Linked DNA regions of Mus musculus: region 1 is linked to region 2. A link is a contact called in public Hi-C data. All regions are on one chromosome and are shown on one strand. Each heading gives the region's core, a stretch centred on a gene start, on an enhancer-like site or on the middle of the called end of the contact. The rest is flanking DNA. Distances are from core to core; before and after follow the strand shown.

Region 1 (5,955 bases), core at 3,131-5,630, 130 kb before region 2:
CACCACCATCACTACTACCACCAGCAAAACCCCAAAAGAAACAAACAAGAACCAAATGGATAGAGACACTTTCTCAATGATAAAGTGCCACATATGCTAAGATCCAATTTGATATCTGAACGTTCATCTGGGTAGGTATTGGTGGGTGGGGATGGTGGGGTAGTGGGGTTCTGGGGTGGTAGGGTAGTGGTAGTTTAACCTTTGATCCTTTGTAGGGGATGCAGCCGCTGGTGCTGGGCAGAGGGGCCTGGGGAGTACTTTTTCTGTATGATATTGAGTAGGAAAAATTTCTTTGGCATTGCTTCTGTTTCCTGTTGGTTTTTTTTCTTTGTTATTTCTTTTATTTTTATATTAAAATAGAATTATATCATTACCCCCTGCATTTTTTCTCTCCAAGTCCCCTCATATACCCCTCCTTGCTCTCTTTCAAACGCATGGCCTCTTTCTTCATTGGTTGCTGCTAAACGCTCAGTCTGCACATTGTTAGTTGTGTGTTTGCTTCCAGAGCTTGTTACCGAGCGTGGGATAACCACTTGATGTGATCTTTCTTGGGTAAGACTGTTTCTCCTGCTCTCAGCATTCCTTAGTTACCTGTAGGTGTGTGTGTGTGTGTGTGTGTGTGTGTGTGTGTGTGTGTGTGCATGTGTGTGTGTGTGGGGGGGGGGGGGGTCTTGAGTAGGCCTAAGCTTCCCCTTGTCTACTTTAGCATGCCTGTTGTTGTCCTCACCCAGCTAGTCATGGTAGTGGAACTTTCTGGGTGCAGCTGCTGACATTACTAGGAGACACACTGTCACAGACAACTCCAGGACCCTCTGACAGCCTTTCTGTCCCCTACTTTGCAGTGTTCCCTGAGCCTTAGGTAAGGGAGGTGTTTTTTGTAGACTTATCCCTTAGGACTGGACTCCTAGACTCTGCATTTTGATTGGTTGTGACTTTCTATAATGGTCTTCATCTTTCATAAGGAGACAGTTTCTTGATGAGGGGTGAGAACTACACTGATCTGGCATGACAAATGTTTAGAGTGCAGCTAGGGATAATGCTGGTTTAGTAAGGTGTTTGGTTCTAGGTTCTTCTTTTTGGCACCCATGACTTCACCCATCCTGGGCAGTTGGATTGTTTTCCCTCTGGTTGAGCAGGTCTTAAGTCCAATTAGAGAGCCGTTGGTTGACACCACTGTGTTCGTGCCACTACTGCACCCTTAGGGTTATTGTGCCATGATGGTGGTGGTTGTGATCCATGGATATCAAAGATGGCAAGGGATGTTGATCATTTCCCTCTTTTGAAAGTTTGCATGGTGTGTCTTTTTGGCTGTGTGAAAGCTAGTCCTCAGAAAGGGGGCATTCAGATCGTCCCAGCTCAGGGGCCTCTGGGTCCTGTGCCTGAAGAACACTGTGTTTTCTGCGATCGAGACGTCTCTTCTGGATGGTTTCCTTTCACCCGTGCAAAGTATATAAAATACAATGGAAACAGATAAAGCTCATTTGACAACACACCCTTTCTCTGCATCCACTGCAAAATAGTCACAAACAAAACCAAGACAAACTGAAAACAACAGCAGCAACAACAACTCAACACAAAACAATCACTCAGCTTTACAAATCATAGGCACAGAAGGCCAGAGCCAATCATGGACTTGATGCTAATTTATGGTATTAGTTAATTAAGCTTCTATTGTATAGCTTTTTAATAATGATGAGAATGTAGCCTTTCTACTTCTTGTGTCTTATTTTTTTTTTACAACAGCAATTATGCAACATCAAAGCCACAACAGAAGAAGACCACAACCAAGAAGCTCACTGTTCTGTGGTCTGATACAAGAGCAAGAACTAGCCCATCTCTTTCTCTGTGGCTTACTGTTTTTGGTTATACATGCCTCCAAATAAAGTCTATGGCTGACAGTGTACAGATGCATATTTGCTGCTTCTTCCCTCTGAGCCAGGGAGATCAGCATTCTAAGCTGAGAATATTCCACTACCTACGACTACTCCCTCCCAAGTGCCCAAAGCCAAGAGCAAGATCTATAATCCACTCCTCCCCAATCACATCCCAGCTCTGTCATTTCCCATTTCAAGATGCCCAGAGGGAGATCTGATAGATGGGAGCACTTTCTGTAGATCCCAAATAGTGACTGCATAGCATCCTTTCTCTCTTGAAGGAATTTCCTAGACTGAGTTCCTGGTCAGAAGTATAGATGAAGGCCCGATGGTTCCCTGAAAAACAGATTTAGTATGTTTCTTGATATTTGGTGTTGTATGGTTATTTCTGATGTGAAACATTCCTTCTGGTGGAAGGGGCCGGGGTCAAACTTCAAGAGAAGCCTGTAAGGCAGGAAGCTCACTTCCGGAAGTTGTATGACTCAGGGGCCCCTCCCTAGGTTTATTAAGCAGTGACTGCCAGGACAGAGGAAGGGTCTCTTCAGCTGCCTGTAAGACAGACAAGGAATTCTAGGGATATAGTTCTCATGAGCTGTGACCCACGCTCACTCCTGTGGGCTTTCTGGCTGAAGCATCTGCCTTGGTCATACAAGTAACTTCAATAAACGAGCTGGTTCAACATCCTGGTCTTGGGCAGAATTGTGTCTGTCATCTGAGTTGACATCCTAATGTTTGGTAAGCCTGAATTCTGCAGGTTACTTGCTGAAGGTGAGCTTTCTGTGGGTGATTTTTCTTGTTGCGGCCTTCAAAGTCCTAATCTTCTCTTGGCTGAGGCCAAGGGTGCATCTCCATAGACCTTGAATATTATGCTTGGGTAAAGTGTTCTGTTGGTCAACCTCAAGCTTGATCGTGTCCCCAGAGCCTTCACCCAAAGCAAAAAAAAAAAAAAAAAAAAAAAAAAAACCCTACCCAAGGTTCATCTAACAAACCCAAATGCTCCTTTTCCAAACATCGTTAACTGATAATGGATATGGGTAGAACACCCACCCAACACAGCATTGGTCAGCCTGTAAAAGAACAGACCACAAATATCACTATAAAATGGGTGAACCCTAAAGTCATCATGATAGAAAAGCTAATCAGAATGACTACATGTCACACATTTGTAAAGGTAAGAATTAGTTTAGTAAACTAGGACACTGGTGTCTGAAAACAAACAAAAATAATGGTGGGGTCAAGTCTGTAAGACATAGTGTTTCTCTGGGCGTAATAAACTCTAAAATCCACCATCAATGATTATACATATTCACAAATATGCTGCTACCACACACTTCTATGCCTCAAATGAATCCTGTGACTTTTGACAAAACATGGTTGGTTAGAAAACACAGTTTTATAATTCTATATTCCCCCTTTTCTCACTGCCACTAATAATGAACCATGCTAACTATGGCTTTGCCTTATGTTAGTAATAACCCTAGTTATTACGACCTAGGAAGAGTAGGACCTAGCTGACTGAGTTTTCATGGTGACCTAAGCTTACTACTTTTGTGGCCCTTTTCATTGTCACTCCATACAGGAGGGTGCGCTGTAGTGGGAGAGTTGAGAGTCAGAGACGCAGGAGATGGGCTTTGCCTGTATGGAGTTGGACATTCTTGGGAAAGCAGATGGAGGTGGGATGTCCTCCGTCTGCTGTCTCTATAGGCGGGTAGTTTCCCTAGCTTTCCTTACCCAGCTGCCCTTCTCCTCTCTCTTTCCAAGTGTACAGTGGCACCATGCTGGCTAGTTTCATGCCAGTGTGACTCAAGCTATAGTCATATGGAATGAGGGCCTCCCAATTGAGAAAATTGCCCCATCAGATTGGGCTGTGGGCAAATCTATGGAACATCATCTTGATTAATGATTGGCGGGAGGGCCCGGCCTACTGTGAGCATTGCCCCTCCTGAGCTGGTAGTTCTGAACGCTATAAGAAAACAAGTGGAGCAATTGATGGAAAGCAAGCCAGTAAGCAGCACTCCTTTATGGTCTTGCATCAACTCCCGTCTCTAGGTTCCTGCCCCGACTTTCCTGAAGGAAGGACTCTAAGCTACAAGATGAGACAAACCCTCTCTTCCTCCTGTTGCTTTTGGTCATGCTGCTATAGTAATAGACACCCTGAGATAGTCACCATTAACAAAACACACTGCGTTGTAAGATATCCTTCCCTGTTTATAAGCCAGTATAGCAAGGAAACAAGACAACAGAGCAGCACTTTATGCTTTGCGATTAGACCAAGCTCCGTTTACTTCTTGGTCACGCTGGGAATCAATAGGCGGCATTTCTAGTTTCCTTTTCATCTTCCACCACAATAAAAAAAGGACAGAAAACCAAGTTAAAAGAACAAAAAATCACCAAGCGATGCCTGCTGCGAGGGCCTGTGCCAGAAGCTGGTGTTGGTTCTGGGCCAGGTGGAGCCCCTGAGCCTCTGGCGAGCCCCTGGTGGCGGCTCTCCCACGCTGCCCACGTGCCCCACGGCTGCCAACGGTCTTGAGCTCGGCTGAGCTTCTTGCACTTGGACCCAACCATGCCTCTGCTCTTCATACTTGCGGAGCTTGCCATGCTGTTTGCCCGCCTCGGTAAGCCCCTGCGAGCCCTTTTGCTTTCCCATAGTTGAGAAAGGATAGCACAGGGTTCCTGTATTCCCTCTGGCTGATGACAGTCTCCATCTTGCCCGACTCCAGCCCCAACCCTAGCCTGAGCCAGCTGAACACAGGATAATCAAGGTGGCAATTGCTCTGTCTTTGTGCCTGCACCAACAGCAGGAAAAAACAATGAGTCTTCTGAGATCAGGGCATCCTGGGAAGCGAGATGCAAGTGTCTGTTACCAGTGCCCTCTGCTTGCTCCCCAGAGCCCCGAGAGAAACCAGCCTCAGAGTGCTTCTGAGGAGGAACAGGGCTGCCGGGTTAAAGAGCAGCCATAAATTTTGTCCTTAAATTTTTATCGAAACTCCTGTATCAAGGAAGGGCTTATTACAAGTAAGTTTGCCAACCACATCAGGGACCCCCGGCGAACTCAGGAACACGGCTTGGAATGGGACTACCACGGATTCAGGAAATAAACCAAACCAACTTTAAAACCTGACAACAAAATATACGTTTTTACTGCAGATTCGGAAGGAATATGCCTGCATATCACAGTGCCGCAGAAGATAGAGCCACGCAAGGGCGGAGATGCAGAAGGGAAGGTCAGTCTGCAAAGCTGTTTCCTGCACCCTAGTCACAGCTGAGGGCCACCTGCTGCTGGCCTCCATAGCACCCTAGGTTGTGGTCACTTCAAAGAACAGCCTTCTATGTCTTTCTTTGAAGCTGCCACCCCACCCTTGTCTCGCGTGCCAGATCCCTTTTTCCACTAAAAGTCATTTTTGTTCTTAAATTTAAAGAAATACTGAACATTTCTCAGTAATCATTTCGGTTGGGAAAAAAATCAATATAAAAAAGATTAACGTAAAACCTACATGACGAGGACCCGATGTGCAAATTAACAGCTTTGTTAGTAGAGAAATTGGTTTGCAGTAAAATTTAGAACATGTGAAATTAGACAAATGTCAGCATAAGCTATATTAAGTTAGAGAAAGGAATATATATATATATATATACATATATATTATAAAGCTATATAACTATACACACATTTAACTACAAATTTGGCATTTTTCTTAAGTTTGGAATTATGTATTCCTTTATATTGATTGGAAATTAAGTGTTCACCAGAAGCATCCTGAGGGGAAAATAAGCCATTCTTCCCTTTAAAATGTCTTAGATATTTGTCACATCAGGGGGAAAAGTCTCATTATAACAAATACTTTTTAATATTTTATTTTATTTTATGTGTGTGCATGTGGTGTATGTGTGTGTACATACATGTGTGTGCATGCATCCATGTATGTGTGCATGTGTGTGGTAAGTGCATTGTGTGAGTAGGGTGTGTGTGTGCATGTATTATGTGTGTGTGCAGTCAGCAGGTCTAAAGTAAACTTAAACAACAAATATCCACCATGGGTACTGCTTGGTATGTTTGCAGTACTGTTTGTTATCTGAGTCA
Region 2 (5,804 bases), core at 1,872-4,371:
ATCTCTTAATCAGACTGTCAGCCTCCAGCTGTAATAATGACACTGGGCTGTTTTTTCTCAGCATGTTCTGTGTTCCATTCAAGTCAGGTTAGGATGGGGTGTCTGGAGGTGATCTCTATGGTTCTGAATAAATGATTTCACGTGGGTGGAATTCTGATTCACACCATCTATTCTGTCTAGTTTACACCATTCCACACTTGTCCCGGGCACAAAAGCATCTGTTTATTGACTTTTCAACAAACAACCAATCCATGGAAACTTCATTTTCACAGTTGAATCTGTCTCAGGCGGTCGACGCAAGGCAGCATTTACTTTTGTTATAAATTAAAACAGCAAACAAGAAGTCCAGGCTGGACATAAAGGGACCTTTCTTGGCATGCTGGTTGTAGGTAGCCATGCAGTGCTGAAAGAGATGGTTGAGATCTGCTGTGGACCCTTTCAAGAGACCCTTCCTTTTAAGAACTGGGGAGGGCTCCTCTTATCTACAGTCTGCTGAGCCTTAGAACTTCATGCTTTCTGGGATGATGATGTCATATGACGATGATGTCATATGATAATGTTACATGATGTCATACGATGTTGATGTTGTATGGTGATGCTATATGATGAATGGTATCATGATGGCATCATATGTTGATGATAAGCTTGTTTGTGACTGGGGACTGAATGAACCTTCACCTGTGAGGCAGGAGCTCCACCCCTGTTTTCTATCCCCAGCCCTCTCTTCAGCGTTTATTTAGATACAGTTTCTCTCACAATGCCAAAGCTGACCTGAAATTCACACTGTAGCATAAGCAGTCCCTGACTTGGTGATCCTTAGACCTCCTCAGCCCCTTGACTATCTGCCACTAACAGCATGCACAACCAGGCCTGACTTGGTCTTTGACCAATTATACAGCAACGAAAAACTGATCTGCATTGAAAGCTACTAAATCTAACTTAGAATTGGAGTAGGTGAGATGATAAATATGTGCGCCTGGACTATTGTGAAGCTGGGTTTGTGATTCAAGGGAAATTGGGAGATGAAGTCTTAAGGGAGGTGACAGGGTTGAAAACAACCCCAGGAAATGAATGTCCCATCAAGTGAGGTACAGCACCCAGAGATGCAAATGCAAGCCTGGAGCTCCCCCACCGTATTTCTTCTGAGCCATCATCTTCCTGAGTCTTTTAAGATGTCTACCCAGGGCTTATTAAGTGCTTTGAAGAAATGAAAGAAATAGAAGCAACACCCCCCCCCACCTCCACCCCCACCACCCAAACAGTTCAGTATTGAGACAAAGTAGCTCTTAACACAAGTCAAAGAACAACATAAACAGTATCTTCAGAACTCCAGGGGGAACAGCAGGGAAAGCATGGTGCCTGACCAGACGCTGATGTAAGGCCACTCCTAACAGGTGGGTAGGATTAGAGTAACTGAAGTGGGGTCTGCACCGAGAGGCAGCTAGAGAGAGGCAAGCAAGAATGTGTACATACACAGACACACGACACGGGCTGTCAAGTGAGATCTGGTTTCTGCTGTCACCCAGTGGCTCACTGTCCATCCTAGGTGGGTCCTGATCCGTACATGTGCCAGGGCATTGCAGATGAGTGTGGGAGCCTGGGTACCCGGGACCTCAAGAATTATATCTGGTTACTAACTAAGTTGTTTTCTTTTTTTTTTTCTTTTTCTCTTTGTTATCACCAATAACTATTATGCGACCAGACCGTTGGAAATCAGGTAAGATGTGCCTTTAGAACCACCCACTGTTACCTTTAAAGGCTTGTGATAAAGCAAGAGGGTGGCATGGTCAGCTGTATGGATGGAATAGCATCAGCTGTCTATGAACTCCTGAAAATTCGAAGTGCATTAAAAAGTCAATAGTCCAAGCAGTAGCTCTGATGGAGGTTAGCTTCTAGGGGTGCAGGGATTAATTTTTCTTAACCACATTTTCCTGTATGTCCATGATTTAAAAAAAAAGTGTAGTGTAAGAAAAGAAACCGTGGCTCTGTGAAAACTGGCAGAGATTTCTTATTTCTGAAGAACATCAGCAAAAGGCCAGAAACAGGCAGGTCACAGTGACAGAAGGGTCCCTTTGTAATCCCTTCTTACCTGATGGGCTGGAGCCCTTGTGAGTAGGTGTGGTCTATAGTCATAGGCTCCACCTTCCCCGGGGAGCAGAGCTAGCAGAGGAGCCAGAGTCACATCCTGCGCTCTCTCTCTCTCTCTCTCTCACACACACACACACACACACACACACACACACACACACACACACCCTCCTCAGCTCTGTGGAGCATACAGGTGGATGGCAAATATTCCCCAGGCTAACACCTCTGCTGGACCGAGGAGATGTGTGACTCACCTCCGCTTTGCTGTTTTGAGGTTTGAGGCTGGGCTTTGCTTATGTTTGAGATGCTGGGGACAACGCAGATGTGTGCAGATACTCATCTGGGTTCTGTATCAGGTCAGATTTGGCTCTGATGGGAAGACAGGACAGCAGCAGGTTGATTAGAAATGACCTCCCTCCTCCTCCTCCTCCTCTTCTTCTTCTTCTTCTTCTTCTTCTTCTTCTTCTTCTTCTTCTTCTTCTTCTTCTTCTTCTTCTTCTTCTTCTTCTTCTTCTTCTTCTTCTTCTTCTTCTTCTTCTTCTTCTTCCACACATTATATTCTATCCACAGTTTCTCCTCCCCTACTCCTCCCAGTCCTCCTCTCACTTCTCCTTTCCCTAGATCTACTCCTACTTTTCCAAAAAAAAAAAAAAAAAAAAGCAAGCCTCCTGGAGCTATCCTCCAAACCTGCCCTGACATAGTTACAAACAGCAGCCCCTCATTTCAAGGCTTGATGAGGCAACCCACTAGGAGGACAAGGATCCAAAGAGCAGGCAAGAGTCAGAGACACTCTTCCACTCCCACTATTCGGAGTTCCACAGGAACACGAAACTACACACAACCACAACATATGAGCAGACGGCGTAGGTCACGCCGATGCAGGTTCTGTGATTGTCACTTCAGTCTCTGTGAGCCCCCATGAGGTCGGCTTGTTTTTGATTCCGTGGGCTGTGTTCTCCTGGCGTTCTCAACCCCTCTGACTACTGTAGTCTGTCCTGCCCCTCTTCTGTAGCGTTCCTGGAGCTCCACCTACTGTTTGGATGTGGTAATGACAGGCTTCCGGCCGCGGTTCTGTGGCAGCAATTCATCCTTGGGTTAGAACTCTAGTCAGGCACGCAGGCACACACCCATAATGGTCATAGTTCTCAGGTCATAGGAATTTGGCTCTAACTGATCTGATTTTCTTCTTTTCTTGGTCTCTTCCTCCAGTAACCTGGAAACCATCATCTCATTTCCGGGGGGAGAGAGCCTGCGGGGCTTCATCCTAGTGACAGTCTTGGTGGAGAAGGCAGCAGTGCCCGGCCTTAAGGTATCTTCTTACTCACCCGGCCCTCTCCCTATGGTGGTTTTCCCCACGTGGACAGACAGAGGCCTCCTCCTCCTAGGGTTGACGATGAAGAGACATATCTGAGTTCTAGCCTGTGGTGTCAGTGCCCTTTTAGCCTGGAGTGAACCGACTTCTCCGTCTACACCCAGGTACCACACGCTGAGTGCAACAGACACCCACTGCGCTAGCTGTTCCACTTCATGGACCTGCAGAAGCTAGAGACTCAGAGGTCAAAAAGAAAAAGACTGTTTTATGGAAAGGCAGATAAAGGCATATCCATGCATATCTGTAGGGATGCCAGAGTAGAAACGACTGTGATATGGGAAACCCAGAAGGAATGAGAAAGCACTTGTGTTGAGGCTCTTGATGTCACAATTTACGCTCCAGAGATATTCCAGTAGTGTGGGCTACTCCGTGGCGATCTGCATCCCGCGGGGGTTTTAATAAAAAAAGTTACTTCGTAGCACCTCAACTGAGAACGTGGATCTTATTCCTAGGCCCTGGTTCAGGGAATGGAGGCCATTCGGCAACACAGTCAGGACACCCTGCTAGAAGCCCTGCAGCAGCTGAGACTCTCCATCCAGGATATCACCAGAGCCTTGGCCCAAATGCATGGTAAGATACTGGAGCAGCGTCTCCAGTGGCCTGGACTTGGGCAGGTCCTACGTGGATGATGGTGGTCCATCTCTCCACAAGATGGCGCTAGTGTTCTATATTTAGCGTAAAGCGTCCCAGTCAGAGAATTGTTTTTTTTTTTTTTTTTCCAGTCGGCAGAAATATTTTTTTTAGAATCGTTCTTTATAGTTTCGTGTGGTTGGGGTAGCTTCCCTTCTCCAGGGTCCAGATACGACTTTGGCATGCTGATCTCTTAACGAAGCCTGGGAGATTGGATGGGCCACAAGGGGGAATGTTGGTTATACAGGTTAGGCTTGCTGGCGGGCAGGGCTGTCCCGTGGGGGCGTCTGTAAGGCCCTCAAGAGTCATTTGCTTTTCCTCTCTGACCATGTTACAAATCCAGAAAGACCCTCATGATCCGCTGAAGGAGGTCCAAGGACCCGGAGAGCTCCCCAATTAGACTCCTTCCAAGCCATCTGATCCTGAGACAAATTTCTCTATGTGATGACTTTTTTTCAAGGTTTTAGAACTAGCTGTATTCACACACGTGGCGAAGGAGAAGGACACGTGTCCACACTTTTCAAAGATGGCAACAGTATCCTCCACACCATCCCATGAAGCCCTTAGTGTGGGCACGCCCTCCTCGCGTCTCCGGATGGAGGATATGTCCTAGCCTCTGAAATACTTGCAGTCAAAATAGGGCACTAGTGAGGACAGTTTAGTCCAGTGTTCAGTGAGTTTTCATCCCCAGTGCTGAGACGCCATGGGAAGGGCAGTGTTCCTGGCACACAAGCAGGCTGACAACAGCCTATCAGACAAGGACACACAGCTAAGGGGCTAAGGGCTGTCCGATGATCCTTACTCAGTGTGGCACTGAGGAGCGGAAACAGGTCGCCACCACCTTGCCTCTATGCAGGCACCTTGCCAGCAGTACAGAGTCAGCAAGGGGAGGCGCTTGCCATACTATAACAGTTACCATAAAAGAGAGATCATGTTTAAAAACAAAATCAAACGCTGGAAGGCATAGGCAGGGGGTCGTGCGTGTCCTTGGCACGGAGTCTGGTCTGCATGGGCTGCTTTTGTGTGTGATTCGGAGAGCGTGGCTGGGTGGATTCCCTCCACTCCCAAACCCCCAACTAGATTTTACCAATAACCAATCACTGTGTTTAGAGCCCAGCTTCAGCAAGCATCCTGGGTTTCCCTCAGGACATCCTTCCTTCCTTCCCAGGCATGTAGGGTCCATAAAAATGCCTTTTGTGGACATCGGAGGCCCACTGCGCTGCAAGCCAAGTCCCCAGGCCTTTGCCCAGCCTAACATAGTTGTACAAATAAGGTTTGTTTAATGCCATTTGCAAGCAAAAATTCTCCACTGAAATATGGTCCCAGGACTGTTCGTTAGCTCTTACGTAAGAAATGATTCAGGAAGAACAGGTTGGAAATATAATCCCCCATACTTTCTTCTGAAGTTTTCATCTTTTATACTTAAGTTCTTAACTCATCTATTATCATCTGCATGTGCTATGAGATAGCAAATGAATTCAATCTCCCTCCTGCAGGTAACGTCCACATGGTCTCTCCTTAGATTTGGTTAAAGGAGCAGGTTTTCTGCAGTGGCCTCTGCTCTTTCCCTTTGGGTGTGTCTCTCTGCTCTGGGTGCCCTTAGTCTCTTCTTCCTTTTCTCTGGAAAGTTCCCTCCCTGGTTTTCTTCTTCAGGGGCCTGGCTGTCTCTCGGGAGCCTTAGCAGGAACCACAAAAAGAAACACAGAAACCAAAC

Evidence for each region. Hi-C and Micro-C count contacts between places; a contact is called where the count stands out from the background.
Region 1: a Hi-C map of pancreatic cancer cells shows a contact between it and region 2, with 5 times the contacts expected there. The contact joins the promoter of Adam18 here to the enhancer-like site in region 2. A contact is called at or near these places in 3 of 39 promoter capture datasets (embryonic stem cells, hippocampal neurons and stem cell-derived epiblast-like cells), 3 of 484 Hi-C or Micro-C datasets (adipose-derived mesenchymal stem cells, embryonic stem cells and pancreatic cancer cells), 2 of 115 datasets of contacts at active chromatin or transcription factors (both in embryonic stem cells) and 4 of 9 other capture datasets (adipose tissue, embryonic stem cells, liver and 1 more).

The regions. Positions count from the first base shown.
Region 1 is chr8:24,673,180-24,679,134 of GRCm38.p6, reverse strand. Adam18 (a disintegrin and metallopeptidase domain 18) reads left to right here and starts at 4,380. Exons shown (of 20, transcript NM_010084.2): 1 at 4,380-4,489; 2 at 5,022-5,098. The coding sequence starts at 4,438. Gm51566 (a long non-coding RNA gene) reads right to left here and starts at 4,371. Exons shown (of 3, transcript XR_003947525.1): 1 at 4,266-4,371. Adam3 (a disintegrin and metallopeptidase domain 3 (cyritestin)) reads left to right here. Exons shown (of 22, transcript NM_009619.5): 22 at 1,744-1,903.
Region 2 is chr8:24,544,733-24,550,536 of GRCm38.p6, reverse strand. It overlaps Ido2 (indoleamine 2,3-dioxygenase 2), which reads left to right. Exons shown (of 10, transcript NM_145949.2): 5 at 1,703-1,717; 6 at 3,298-3,397; 7 at 3,913-4,030. Among named protein-coding and RNA genes, the nearest start is that of Ido2, 29 kb to the left of the region's middle. Within about 2 kb of position 3,121, at least 23 of the 459 cell types and tissues checked have an H3K27ac peak or open chromatin away from gene starts, as enhancers often do. A contact at or near this core is called in pancreatic cancer cells, where this site is marked.